Regions from separate parts of the Mus musculus genome. Here all the other regions are linked to region 2. A link is a contact called in public ChIA-PET and Hi-C data. All regions are on one chromosome and are shown on one strand. Each heading gives the region's core, a stretch centred on a gene start, on an enhancer-like site or on the middle of the called end of the contact. The rest is flanking DNA. Distances are from core to core; before and after follow the strand shown.

What was found. Hi-C and Micro-C count contacts between places; a contact is called where the count stands out from the background. ChIA-PET counts read pairs in DNA pulled down with a chosen protein or histone mark.
Region 1: a contact with region 2 is called in an RNA polymerase II ChIA-PET map of memory CD8 T cells, with 22 read pairs. The contact joins the enhancer-like site here to the promoter of Fam20b in region 2. A contact is called at or near these places in 5 of 39 promoter capture datasets (the HPC-7 cell line, embryonic stem cells, neutrophils and 2 more), 5 of 484 Hi-C or Micro-C datasets (CD4 T cells, natural killer cells, nephron progenitors and 2 more), 4 of 115 datasets of contacts at active chromatin or transcription factors (bone marrow-derived macrophages, embryonic stem cells and memory CD8 T cells) and 3 of 9 other capture datasets (adipose tissue, liver and pancreatic islet).
Region 3: a contact with region 2 is called in an RNA polymerase II ChIA-PET map of memory CD8 T cells, with 9 read pairs. The contact joins the enhancer-like site here to the promoter of Fam20b in region 2. A contact is called at or near these places in 3 of 39 promoter capture datasets (embryonic stem cells, pre-B cells and stem cell-derived epiblast-like cells), 1 of 484 Hi-C or Micro-C datasets (embryonic stem cells), 3 of 115 datasets of contacts at active chromatin or transcription factors (embryonic stem cells, memory CD8 T cells and pro-B cells) and 2 of 9 other capture datasets (adipose tissue and liver).
Region 4: a Hi-C map of B cells shows a contact between it and region 2, with 6 read pairs. The contact joins the enhancer-like site here to the promoter of Fam20b in region 2. A contact is called at or near these places in 19 of 39 promoter capture datasets (the 3T3-L1 cell line, 3T3-L1-derived adipocytes, the C10 cell line and 12 more), 1 of 484 Hi-C or Micro-C datasets (B cells), 10 of 115 datasets of contacts at active chromatin or transcription factors (embryonic basal ganglia, embryonic forebrain, embryonic midbrain and 5 more) and 3 of 9 other capture datasets (adipose tissue, liver and pancreatic islet).

What each region holds. Positions count from the first base shown.
Region 1 is chr1:156,572,665-156,575,964 of GRCm38.p6, forward strand. All of the region lies in intron 1 of Abl2 (v-abl Abelson murine leukemia viral oncogene 2 (arg, Abelson-related gene)), which reads left to right. Among named protein-coding and RNA genes, the nearest start is that of Abl2, 16 kb to the left of the region's middle. Within about 2 kb of position 1,582, at least 24 of the 459 cell types and tissues checked have an H3K27ac peak or open chromatin away from gene starts, as enhancers often do. A contact at or near this core is called in memory CD8 T cells, where this site is marked.
Region 2 is chr1:156,717,418-156,720,528 of GRCm38.p6, forward strand. Fam20b (family with sequence similarity 20, member B) reads right to left here and starts at 1,493. Exons shown (of 8, transcript NM_145413.4): 1 at 1,449-1,493.
Region 3 is chr1:156,520,148-156,523,575 of GRCm38.p6, forward strand. No RefSeq gene overlaps it. Among named protein-coding and RNA genes, the nearest start is that of Abl2, 37 kb to the right of the region's middle. Within about 2 kb of position 2,149, at least 53 of the 459 cell types and tissues checked have an H3K27ac peak or open chromatin away from gene starts, as enhancers often do. A contact at or near this core is called in memory CD8 T cells and pro-B cells, where this site is marked.
Region 4 is chr1:156,909,794-156,913,110 of GRCm38.p6, forward strand. All of the region lies in intron 1 of Ralgps2 (Ral GEF with PH domain and SH3 binding motif 2), which reads right to left. Among named protein-coding and RNA genes, the nearest start is that of 4930439D14Rik, 27 kb to the right of the region's middle. Within about 2 kb of position 1,343, at least 29 of the 459 cell types and tissues checked have an H3K27ac peak or open chromatin away from gene starts, as enhancers often do. A contact at or near this core is called in B cells, the HPC-7 cell line and pro-B cells, where this site is marked.

The sequences.
Region 1 (3,300 bases), core at 332-2,831, 140 kb before region 2:
ATTTTCATGTTTCTAAATGTATACCTAAGCGCATGTACAACCCCCCCACCCCCAAACCAACTTTCTGATTGGATGTGTTTGCTCGGCACTTCACTTGGGGGAATCAGTTATTCCTCTCTTACAAAGAGCTGGGTACCAGCACTTGGGAGGTAGAGGCAGGATGATCAAGAGTTTAAGGTTAGTAAATGCAAGGCCATACTTGGTTACAGGAGACCCTGTCTCCCCCCTTCTTCCCTCCCAAAAGGGACAAAGCATATTTTAAAATGATCCTAAAAACACTCCTCTTGTGTAGCTAAGCTAGAAAAGAAATGGAGAGCCAGTAGAGCTAAGCGCAAAGGTGCTGGGAATCGAGGCACTTCTGTAAAGGGCAGGGATCATTGGAGTGGGCAGGCAAAGCCTGGTGCAAGCCTGGAGCTGGCGTGCTATGAGAGTCAAGTCTGAGTACTTGCCTTTCCTATTGTGCACTGCAGGGTTTTGGTGTCTTTGCTCGGTGCATCTGTCTGGTGTACTTTCCCTCCAGCTGGCTTTCTCAGTTTTGGCTTGTCTGTAGGGTTTAATGGTTGCTTGGCTCTTCTTTATTATAACTCTTAAAATATTCTTTTGGCATTTATTCCTACTGCTGAAGGGCTTGGTATTTCTTTTAAGCTGTAAATGATTTATTTATTGAAGGGCTAGTGATTTTAACCACTTGAATTCAGAAGGTCTGGCAGGTCTTGGTATTTCTGCACTCTTCTTCCAGCTGTGTTAATGTGGTAGCACATTATATTCACACACACACATGTGTATCTATATGTGCATATATAGCCACTACCCTTCTCTATTTTATTTGTCAAACTTCTGTATTTATTTACTTGTTGTGTAAGTAAATGTGTGGGTAATGTGTGCCATGGTGGAGGTCAGCCTCAGTCACTTGAGGGTTGGGGTCTCTCCTTCCAAGTGGATTCCAGACATCAAACACAGGTTATCAGGCTTGGTGGCAAGTGTCTTTCTCCCAAGATATCTCACTTGTGTTGTGTCCCCTTCTTCCTCCACTTTAGACTAGTGGGAACATATACACCGTTTTTCGATTTATCTCCTACCTACTACCCTTAATTTATATTGGTTGATTCTTCCACATCAGGAATTTATTATTAGTGTATGCATGATGTGTGTGTCCACTGAATGTGTGGAGTTGGCTGTCTTCTTCCTTTATGTTGTGATGAAACACTAACTAAAAACAACTTGAGGAAGGAAAGGATGTTTGGCCTACAGGTTTCTGTCCATCATCAGGGAAAGCTAGGACAAGAACTTGAGGCAGGAACTGGAACTGGCTTGGTTCTAATTTCATTCTGCTCCCTTCTTATGCAGTGCAGATTCACCTGCCTGGGGATAGTACCACCCACAGTGGACTGGAGCCTGTTTCATCAATTAGTAATCAAGAAAATGCCTCCTAGACATGCCCACAGGCCAATCACTTGGAGGCAGTTTCTCAGTTGAGGTGTGTTAAATTGACAACGTAAGCTAACCTGGCTCAGGGTGCCAGGCTTGTGGCAGCAAACACTTTCCCCACTGAGCTATAACCCTCTTGCCTTTTCTTTTCTGAGATAGGATCTCTCACTGTATCCTAGTCTGACCTCAAACTCATGATGCTATTCTTACCTCAGCTTCTCAGTTGTGTGAACCATGCTTGACTCCTTTTATGTGTTAGGCTCTGAGGTCAGCCTTGGTGTTCTTCAGGAAACAGGTCTCACTGGGACCTGAGGCTTGCCTGTTAGGTTAGGCTAGCTAGCCACTGAGGCCCCCCGACCCCCAATCTGCCTTTACCAGCTGAACCATCTCCTAAGTACCCCCCCCCCCCAAGGATATATGTCATCTCATTGTATGGGTGAATTTTATTATTAGGTTGTATACAGCGCTCCAGTGAAAGATGTGGGCTATCACTTTAGGTACATGAGCTATTACAGCTCTGGATTATCTGAATGGAGTTGGAGTGGCTAACAGAAAGGGTGAGGATTTTAGTACAACCACCATTGAATGCTTATTTTGTGCATACAGCGTCTTTATCCAGCAACATACTTGGTGCTGTTACAAGTGTTTCAGATTTGGGAGCTTTTGGACCTTGCATAGATTGTACAGATTCTGCAGGTTGAGGATCCCTGATTTAAAATTCTGAAACCTGCAATGATCCAAAGTCTGAAACTTGCTTTTTAAAATTTATTTATTTATTTATTTATTTTTCAAGAAGCATTTGGGAGCTGGGCGTGGTGGTGCGTGCCTTTAATCCCAGCACTCGGGAGGCAGAGGCAGGCGGATTTCTGAGTTCCAGGCCAGCCTGGTCTACAGAGTGAGTTCCAGGACAGCCAGGGCTATACAGAAAAACCCTGTCTCGAAAAACAAAAACAAAAACAAAAACAAACAAACAAAAAAGAAGCATTTGGGATATTGAGTCATTTCAAACTTAGGAGCATGTGTTTTGGAGTAAGCATGCACAACCTGTACAACATGCTGTGTGCTTTTGAGTCTATTTCTTGTCTTTCTGTTCTTGTTATGTTGATTTGCCTTTTTAATTATGTACCAGGATCTCACTGTTTTATTGGACTTTTCCAATATGTACCATAATATGATGATCAGGATCTAAATGAGCTGAATTTAAATTGCTCAGCTAAATTGAGACTGGGTTCTCTGGGTAGCCCTGGCTGTCCTAGAACAGGAGCCTCTCGATAGACCAGGCTGACCTTGAACTCGGAGATTTACCTGCCTCTTCCTCTTGAGTGCTGGGGCTAAAGGTGTGTGCCACCATTGCCACCATTGCCTGGCCATTTGTATTTATTTTTAATTACTGAATTTTAAAGGCATAGAATCAACAGAAGAATGAAAACATTTTCTTGGATTTTTCAAAAATAAAATTCAGATATTTTTGGGGGTTTAGGTGTTTTATTCAGTGGTAGAGCTTTCTAGGCCCTGAGTTGGGTCCTCAGTTCTGAATATAAGAGGGCAGAGGGATCTTGCTTTGTCTCCACACTAGGGAAAAACCCCATAGGCATTTGCTACCCTTTCTCTAGCAAAGTACTTTTCATTACATCAGAGAGAATGTAAACAAAAACTGGAACCAGACCCTTAGCCCTGTGTCCTTGGAGGACAGTCATTAAAGCTCTGCTGTCACTCACTGGTATTGACAACCAAAGTGAAACAAAGAGTAAATTTAATTTCGGGATAAATGTTTTATCACTTTGTTAATTGCGAACGTTTTAAACTAGAGTTCTTGAGTGAAGGAGGAAGTGTTCATTGACCTCATACTATAGTCCGGCTGGCCTTGTGCTT
Region 2 (3,111 bases), core at 243-2,742:
TTAAAATTATCTTTTCCCTTCATTATTTTTATATGTTCTTTATTATGACTGAGGCTAGACTTACGCACAGTACCTTTTATTTTCCTCGATTTGTTGGCTTTTGAGGAAGGGTCTTACTATGTAGCCTATCCTAGACCGCAGATATATGCCTGCCTCTGCCTCAGGAATGGTGGGATTAAAGGGGACGACTAATCCCCCCTCCCCCTCCCTCACCCCCACCCCACACTGTTCTCCTGTGATAAGTATTTTCTAATGTGAACCCGCATCTTGTTTTCAGGTAACAGTTCTGGGACACAAAACCCAACATCTTCACAAACTTTAAGAAAGTTATTAATTTAATACAATAATTTTAAATTTGCCCTAAATTGATTTAGAGCCTATGCAAATAATTTAGCATCTTTAATGCCTGAACCTGTTTCTCAGGACGATAACATGCACAAGTGCTTTCAGCTTGCTCACCCGGCTTGCATAAATTCAGGGAATGGCAAGCACATTGAGCTCAATGTGAAATTACAACCCAAGCAATGTAGGCATGGTTAATTATTGACAATCTTGACTTTCCGGATTCTCGGTTGTATTATAAAGCCGTAGACCTCAATCGTGAAAAGATCGCATTATTTCTTTCTTCCAACGTGAGCTATCAAATCTCCGGAGGGAACCTGGCTGAGTAGAGATGACCCTCACACCTGGCCCTAGATCCAAGTGACAGTGTTAAACATATCCTTTTCCCAAATTGTAAACGCCTTACCCATCCTACTGGAGACATAAGTCTTTAAACGAAGTAATTGTATAAGGACCATCCACGCCCTGTTGTTCCCCCCCCCCTTTTCTTCGTTTTTATCAGGAGCCTGACAGATCACTGACTCCAGATTAAAAAGAATGTCTTATCAGACTCCACAATCAAGGACACAGCTTGACAACGTTCGCATTCATCTTCAAGGCAACGTCTGGGCTCGCTCTTAATCGCCGGGCCATCACACCCGGAAATGAAACCGCCAGCGCAGCCCACTCTGCACAGTCTCATCCTAAGTTGTGCCCCTTGGCGCTCTGAGCGCACGACCGCAGGACACCGCTGCCCTCTCCGGCCCAGGGCCTGCAGGTCACTCGCGCTCCCCGACCACCAAGCGGGCCCCGTAGGGGCTCAGCGAGAGCGCGCTCCTCGGCCACCAGGAGGGCGGCGTAGGGACCGAGCTAGAGCGCGCTGCCCGCCGGGCCGCCGACACCGGCTTCGTGTGACAGAAGGGCGACACCAGGGCCAGGAGCCTCTGGGGACCGTCCTTAGCAGCGAGCACCGGTCACCGCAAGGACTCCCGATCGCCCGCAGCCCCGCATCCGGCCCCTGAGGGAGGTGCCCCGCCCCCCGCCGCCCGCGCTTTCCCTCCCTCCCTCCCTCCTTCCCGTCGTTCCCGGGCGAGGGGTCGCGCGCCCTCTCCAACCGCGCCACTCACCTGGCGGGCCTCAGGCTCGCTCCATAGCCGCCCGCGCGGTGCGGTGAGGCGCGGCCCCGGCCGCCCCCGCCGCCTCCGGGGAGGGGCAGCCCCACGCCGCACTCACCGCCCCGGGCCGCCGCCGCCACCACTGCGGCTCCCGCCCACCGCCGGCCCGGCCATTCCCCGGTCGCCGCTCCCCGCGGAGCCGGCCGCTCCACACCCACCCCCGCCTCCGCGCTGCCTGGCTGTTGGTACGGTCCTAGCGGAACGCCCTCCCTGCAGCCAATCCCAGTGCGCACCCGGCGCAGCTCCGCCCCCGTTGCGGGTAGGCGGGACTACCGGGCAGCTCCGGACCGCCCCCTTTAACCCTTTCACCCTCATTCCTGCAGCGCTGGGCTCCGCAGACACCGTCGGCGGATTTCTCCAAGCCTGTTTACATAAACTAGCTTCTGGCTTCTCTCTTACCTTCACAATTTCTTTCCTGCAGTCATCTAGGTGAAGTCCTATTCTGAAGAGATAATTTCTTCTTTCTTTCGCTCTGCCTTGACTTCTCCTTGGAGATTCTGCCCCAAAGTGCCCTTCCCTGACCAAAAGAGGCCAGACTTCCCACCTTGGAAATCGCTCCAGCTTTGGCCCAGAGCAGAGCTCCCCTACTGTACCTTTTCAGTAGCTCTTAACAAAATCCTGTTTATTTTATTATAATAGCTTTTTTTTTTTTAATGTTTGTGCCTTGCAATGGACTGTAAGCCCTAAGAGGGCAAATCCAGCGCGACTTGGTTTCCAGTGCCCTGCACTCACCCACTAGGCTCCTGAAGAGTCAATGAGCTGCTCCTCCCCTTAACGTGTGTCCACTCCACACACAGTAGCTACTGTATAATGCATACGTTTATTCACCATATAGACAGCTTCCATGTAGTCTGTTTGACCCTAAAATATTATGGTGTACGTTCTACATTGGATATGATTTGTGCGGGGGGGGGGGGAGTTTGGGGACTAAGCAGGAATTTCTTTCAAGAGGGAAAGAAACGATCTCTCTCTCTCTCCCTCTCTCTCTCCCTCCCTCCCACCCCCCACTGTATGCCACTGGGCATGTCATGTAGTGCCTCTGAGTATAAGGCTCCTTGGGAAATGGAAGTTAAACACAGTACCTACTTGACAGGATTGTGGTGAGATTTAAATAGTAAATGTGTGGAGAAAATACAATTATTGTGTGAAGTTAGTTTAATGTGTGTGTGTGTGTGTGTAGCACTTTCGATCAGGACACCCAGAGAAACTATTGGACTTGACACCCTACCCCAGAAGACTTAGTGAGGGAAAGCAGCTTTAATCACTGCTGGAAGCACTCATCACTGCAAGGCGTACAAAGGGCAGCGTAGACAGCCCTGTGTCAGCTTTTACTGGATAGAGTTGAAAAGGGTTGAGGCCATTATCCGACAATGGAAAGCACAATTCTTGGGAAAATTGGCTGGATGGTGATGAGAGTCTGCCTTATTTCTTAACAGGCACATGGGTCTGCTTGCAGCCAGCTCTTCTGGGCCAGAAAACCATGAGGCAAAAGAGGAAGCCAACACTTTCTTTGAGACTGTGTGACTAACAGTGCTCCGTCTTCTCTGTCATTCCATTGACACTGAAGAAGGACCCTGCTCCTGTCATTGCTCATCCTGAAACCTGCCTTGGGGGA
Region 3 (3,428 bases), core at 899-3,398, 200 kb before region 2:
ACACAGGTTGCAAGGTGCTAGGTCCCTGAGGGCAGGCCAGTGGAATGCCTGTATATTAACAATCAGCTTTTGGTTTTGTTTGTCTTCTAATCACAGCAGCAGAAATGAAAGTAAGACAAACAAAATACTTTTATTTGATTGTTTACTTAGCAGTGTTGAGGGCAGCCTGACCCAGGGCTTAGCATGCCAGGCAAACCATAAGCTATAGCACCTGCATCTCTGATAAACTCTTTTTGATTTGATTTGCTTTGAGACAGGGAGCCAAGGCCGGCCTCAAACTTTGCTTGATATCAGAGGATAGCCTTAAACTCCTGACCTTTACGTTTCCATCTCCCAAGTATGAGAACAACAGGACAACTCAGACATGCAGAGGAAATCCCATGCAAACCAATGGCTGCCCCTCAGTCCCCTGGTCCCTGTGACTAACCATGTCAATTTCCCTAAGTCAATACCACAATCTATAGGCACCGGCTTCATCAACAATGGGCCTTAATAGAAACACTTAAATGGGGCTAGTTCAAACTGAGATGAACTGTTAAGTGTGAGAGAAATCCAGACTTGAACATGTAGTGAACTACTGAGCCATCTCTAGCCCCTGAAAGATTTTTTTTGTGTATGTGTGTGTATCTGTATGAGTGTGTGTCACGTGTGTGCAAGTACCTGCAGAGGTAGGAAGAGGGTAGGGTGTCAGATCTCCTTGAGGCTGGAGTTACAGGTACTTGTGAGCCATCCAGTGTGGGTTCCAGAAATCAAACTTAGGTCCTCTGCTTAAGTGCTCTTAACTACTGTTAACCATCCCTCCAGCTCTGACAATGATTAAATCTGTACTGGGACAGGAGGAGGACCCTTAGGTGATTTTGGTTCCTCCCTTTTATTTTGTCAGTAACGGGATAGGACAGAGGTTCTCAACCTTAGCAAGCCTCGTGTCTGATAACTCTTCGTTGTGGGCTCCGCCCTGTGTGTCATACGATGCTTACAGCATCTCTGCCCTTTACCTACTAGATGTGACTAGCAACCCTCCCCCAGTTATAAAACTGAAAATGTGTGAAGACATTGCAAGTCCTGGAGGCAGGTTGGTAAGAAATGCTAAGTATTTTGGCTACTTGACATATGTGGGGCAATTATACTAAAGAGTCTCACTATTTATCTGAGGTCGAAGTTAACACCTGAGTTTTTAATTTGCTAAATCTGGCAGCCCTACTTGGAATTGAAATCATTCCAGGTCAAGGTTGGATGCGGTTGATGAAGTCCATAGATTAAAATAAAATGAAGGATAACTCAATTAGCATTTCACTAAACACATACTCTACATAAAGGCTTTTAAAGATGGCATGTTTTTCTGTTTTCGTGTGTGTGTGTGTGTGTGTGTGTGTGTGTGTGTGCATTTGGAGGTCAAAGAACAACTTAAGGGAATCAGTTCTTTACAAATTCAGTTTTTTCTTTCCACTGTGTGGGCCCTGAGGATTAGGCTTGGTAGCAGGAACCTTTACCCACTCAGCCATCTGGCCATCCTTCCTCTTATACTTTAAATAAAGAACCAAAAAGTAGCTATTTGAACAACTTAGCAACTCAGAAATGTCACTAGCATCCATGAGATAACATATGGCTTTTACAAAGGCATGCATTTTTGTTGTTTACTGGTTTATTCTAAACAGGGCCTGGTGCCTAGGAATCACACAATAAACATTTGTTGAATGATTGAAAGAGTTGACAGTGTTATGTGTGTGTGGAAAATGGCCATATGGTTGTATAGTTCCCTGTAAATAATGAATGACTGGGTGTGGTGCACACCTAAAGACTCCGTAACTTGGGAGGCTGAAAGGAAGATTCCTTGGCTTCAGGGGTTGGAAAGCTGTGGGGAATGCAGAGACTTACACATAGATACAGAGTCCAAAGTATTGGGAAGGAGATGGCTCAGCTGGGACAATGGAAGCATGGTGGCTGGAGCCCCATCTCCCAGAACCCACGCAAAAGCCAGGTGCTGTGGTACATGCCTGTTGCGGCCGGCCTGCAGCTCGAAACGAACGGTTCAACTGAGATGGCAACTCGGGCTGAAAGAGAAGAACTAGTCGGGCGGAAGAAAGAACAAAGCCAAGTCAAAAGTCACTCTGATCAAAGCTCAATTTTTACTGTTGCGACACTCAGTTATGAAGAAAGGGGGAGGGGACCTGGTTCCCTGCCAAATAATCTCGGGGTCTAGTAGCAGGGTGAGCACATGATGGCTTCGGAACAGCAAAGCCGCAGGTTCTAGCAGTGGGCGTGGCAGAACAAATGAGCAGGAAGCTCCACCCCTGAGCAAGCAGGTTTCAGGCTGGGGGAGGGGAGACTACATCTCCTCCCTGTTGTTAACAAAAATAAAAAAAAAAGAAAAGGCTGGCCTGAGGCAAAAAATTTATTTATGCTCAATAGTTTTGCCTGAATTCTAGGGCTAAAGAAAAAACCTGTCTCTGTGGGATTCCCTAACTTTTCTTATGGTAAACTGTATCTGGCTAAGACTGTCCTTTCTATCCTAGTAAACAACTAACAGAAAAGCCTGGAGCTGTAGGCTCTGACTTTATAATGCTAATTAGTATTGAATAGGTAACTTCTTAGTTGAATTTTTTTTTTTTTTTTTTTTTTTTTTTTTTTTTTTTTTTTTTTTTAAAGATTTATTTATTTATTATATGTAAGTACATTGTAGCTGTCTTCAGACACTCCAGAAGAGGGCGCCAGATCTCGTTACGGATGGTTGTGAGCCACCATGTGGTTGCTGGGATTTGAACTCTGGACCTTCGGAAGAGCAGTCGGGTGCTCTTACCCACTGAGCCATCTCACCAGCCCTTCTTAGTTGAATTTTAAGTAGGGTGTTGGAACCCTGGCTAAGTTTGACTGAACAAATTTGAAATACACTTTATTAAGAATAACACTGAGTTGATATTCCTCCGCATTATTGGATGACAGGCGGGAAACAGGGAGGAGGGGGTGACGACTGGCTCCGTAGTACAAGGCCAATTGGCTTTTTATTTTGGGGTGGGAGGCAGTGAAGACAGTACGGTCTCCAACCTCTCTCCCCCCTATTAATTAAGTTAAATAAGGCAACGCTTAACTGAGGTGATCAAATGATTTTTTTCATTCGTAGATGAGTGGGCTTTTAATCTTGGCTTGGGTGGACATTGACCCACTTTCTCCCGTGGGTGCTGTCACGACCCACACCTGTGGCTCTTGGTATCTTTTGGGGAGGGGAGGCAGAGCCATAGATATTTTTGGTTTTTAGCCAAAATTAGATACCAACTCCTTTTTAAACTGGGTATAACCCACAGGAAACTCAGAAATGGTCAAGCTGGACCTTCCCTTGCAGTAGTTCTCTGCACCAAGCGATACCCATACTGTATTTGTATGATCACGAACCAGTATGCACAGTTCTGAGTACTGTGCAGCTCCTAAAGGAG
Region 4 (3,317 bases), core at 93-2,592, 190 kb after region 2:
AAACAAAACAAACAAACAAAAAAAAAACCCAGCTTTATAATGCATTATGCATTAATACAATTCAATCTTGTTTCCTTTACCTGCTTTCAACTTTACTCCTGGTGTAGAAGGGGGTAGTGTTGAAACAGCACCTTGCTCTGCAAACCAGACTGGTCTAGAACTTACTAGAGCCTAAGGTGATCTAATATTTTCTGGCAATAGTACTCATTTTGTAATAAAATGTTTTCAAGTGATTTCCTACACTGTGACATAGAACAAGAATCCATAAATCTAGAGAGCCCCCTAGTGTTAAGAAAAAGATTTTTATTTAATTGTAAAAAAGATTATATCTTTACCCTACATGTTAGATATATAAATTTTATTACTATTTACTGAATAGAGGTAATACAGACTAAAAATAAGCATCAATACACTTGAATAAGGTTTTTTTTTTTTTGCTTGCTTTCAATCTGTGTGTGTGTGTGTGTTTTAAACTAACCATAGAACTTAGACTGATGCCGGGCGTGGTGGCGCATGCCTTTAATCCCAGCACTTGGGAGGCAGAGGCAGGCAGATGTCTGAGTTTGAGGCCAGGCTGGTCTACAGAGTGAGTTCCAGGACAGCCAGGGCTACACAGAGAAACCCTGTCTCGGGAAAAAAAAAAAAAAATTAGAACTTAGACTGGCCACAAATCCACAGTAACCCTGTTGCCTGTTTTTGTCTATTTTGTCAGACAAAATATTTCATGAGTTATATTAAAATCCATTATGTGGGAAACTGAAAAAAAATGCATCTCAAGACAAATTAAATGAAACAAATATATATTGTAGTTTATTTCATTTTCCTAGGAATATAAAGTGGCACTCTCATTCATGACTACAAATATCATAATAACTATTTTCTTAGTTAAGTTCGCTAATTCAACTTACTCTCTTTTCTACTTCTGAAGACATTTATTTGGCTGTCTTCTGGTTTCTTTCAAACAAGCAATATCAGCCCTTAGACAGAAAACCTTGAAATATGCAGCATTAGACTCTTGCTTTGGTCCATTAAACTGCACCCAATCAACCATTTAGCCTCCAAAATGACCATCTTTTCATGGGTTCTTCCAATACCAAACAAAGTATTTTTCTTTTTCCCTTTAATAAACAAACAAGGGATAAAAGCTGACAAAAAAAGTTCCCTGTTGATTGATCTGAGTGCATAGCTGCATATTTTTGCCTCTGATGTAACGAAACTTTATTTCCTTTAGCACCTGAGTCTATGTATGCACTCTTCTCTGTGTTGAAGTCTATACTGTAATGCTTCCACTAGGGAACACAGAGACTTGCTGCCAGCGTCACAGGTCATTGCTGAGTTTCCCAGATACCACTATGCTGTTACTTCTTGACTCATCAAGTCATGCTTCAGTTGCTCTGACTAGGGAAGCCTCTAGGCTTCAATCTAACAACAAGGTTTCAGTTTCTGTTGCCTCTCCATCTTCACTCCAGCTGCAGTTACACAGTTTATTCTAGTTTGAAGTTTATAGAGAAAACTTTCAGTTTGTACTGTTGGCTTTTATTCTTCAACACCAGTAACTGTCAGCCTCACTCTGCTGCATGTATTTAATAATAAATGTATACTATTCAGTAGCCAACTGAAATGTTGAGTATCTATGAATTGGACCACTTTGGGTACAGGACTACATGATTATCCATGCTATTTATAGATCACAAAAGTTCAATTTATTATGATAGAAATTTCAAAAGAATGGGTTCTGCTAAATATCTGGGTTACAAAAGGTTCCTTGCCTAACATCTCCCACAAAGTGGCATTTTCACACTGTTTATTTTATCTTCTTTTAGCTCCTTGATGTTAAAGAATAACATTTTTAAAAGAAAATTAAAGCATTATCCTTCCTCTTTGCATTCATACACATATAATATATTTCATCTAATCATCTACTTACTACATACCTGTTGAAAGAATGAGTGGATGCCTGAACAAAGCAACCATGCACAGGGCAGGATTATAAAGCCAGACAAGCGGTAAAAACATTGGAAATGGTATTTAAATATTACATACAAGCCCACAAAGCGACAGGTTAAGATTCGGTCATTTGACCATTTCTAGTAACATAGTTGACAAAATAATCTAAAAGCATGCTGTGCTTCATGAGAAACGTAGAAAGAGTCTGAATTTTAATTCCCAGCTGAAGAGAAAAGACAAGACCGCTAAAAAATAAAAACAGAACCAAGGCCTCACCCTCACCTTCTACACCCTCACCTTCTACACCCTCACCTTCTACACCCTCACCCTCACCTTCTACACCCTCACCTTCTACACCCTCACCTTCTACACCCTCACCTTCTACACCCTCACCTTCTACACCCTCACCTTCTACACCCTCACCTTCTACACCCTCACCTTCTACACCCTCACCCTCACCTTCTACACCCTCACCTTCTACACCCTCACCTTCCAGCCCCACCCCACCCATCTCATCTGAAGCAGAGCTAGGGAGGTCAGAGCCTGGCCCATCGGTGGCAAGATGCTGGGGAGGAAAATGTGTCTTGGCCAGGAAGATCTATAAACTTAACTGTGTTGGCCTGGGCTTAATGTGAGGTCAGAAGACAGAATCTATTCCAGGCATATACATTACCATCATGGCCCAAGACCCTCAACATAAGAAATCCACATTAAAATATGTTCACATGGCCAGGCATATCTGTGACTTTGAGGTCACCCTGGTCTACATAGAGAGCTCTAGGCCAGCAAGACTACATGGTAAGACACTGCCTTAAAAATAAAGTTCACAACAACTGTAGTTCTTCAACAGACAGTGGAAACAAATCTGAGCATGGACTCCATACTATATACCAGTCAAACAAAGCCTCACTGGCAGACCCGACACAGGAGCATCGGCAACTCTGTGAGCACACAACCTACTGTAAACCGCAGGGAGCAACAGTGACTGCTCACCTCTCACCAAAACTACCAGATAGACCCTACAGAGCAGAACGGACTAAAATCAGTGGCTTTCAACGAAGGAAGGCATAAAGAGAAATAGAGTTTAAAACAAAATTAATATTCACTACAGAAGCACCATAGCAAACTCTACTCAAGAGGGAATTCATGGTAAACAAACAGGAAAACAACACACAAAGCACTGTCCAGATGGAGACACCATGTAAGAAGTAAAAATCAGGGTAAACCCTACACGCCCTGAGAGCAGATCCAAAAGAGATGATGAAACAAGGCAAGTGCTCAAGACCCAGGCTGAAGTTTCCAGAACTCAGAAGATGGGAGGGACTCATACTCTGGGCCACCCTTAAGCAGGACAAACAAAAAGAACTGCA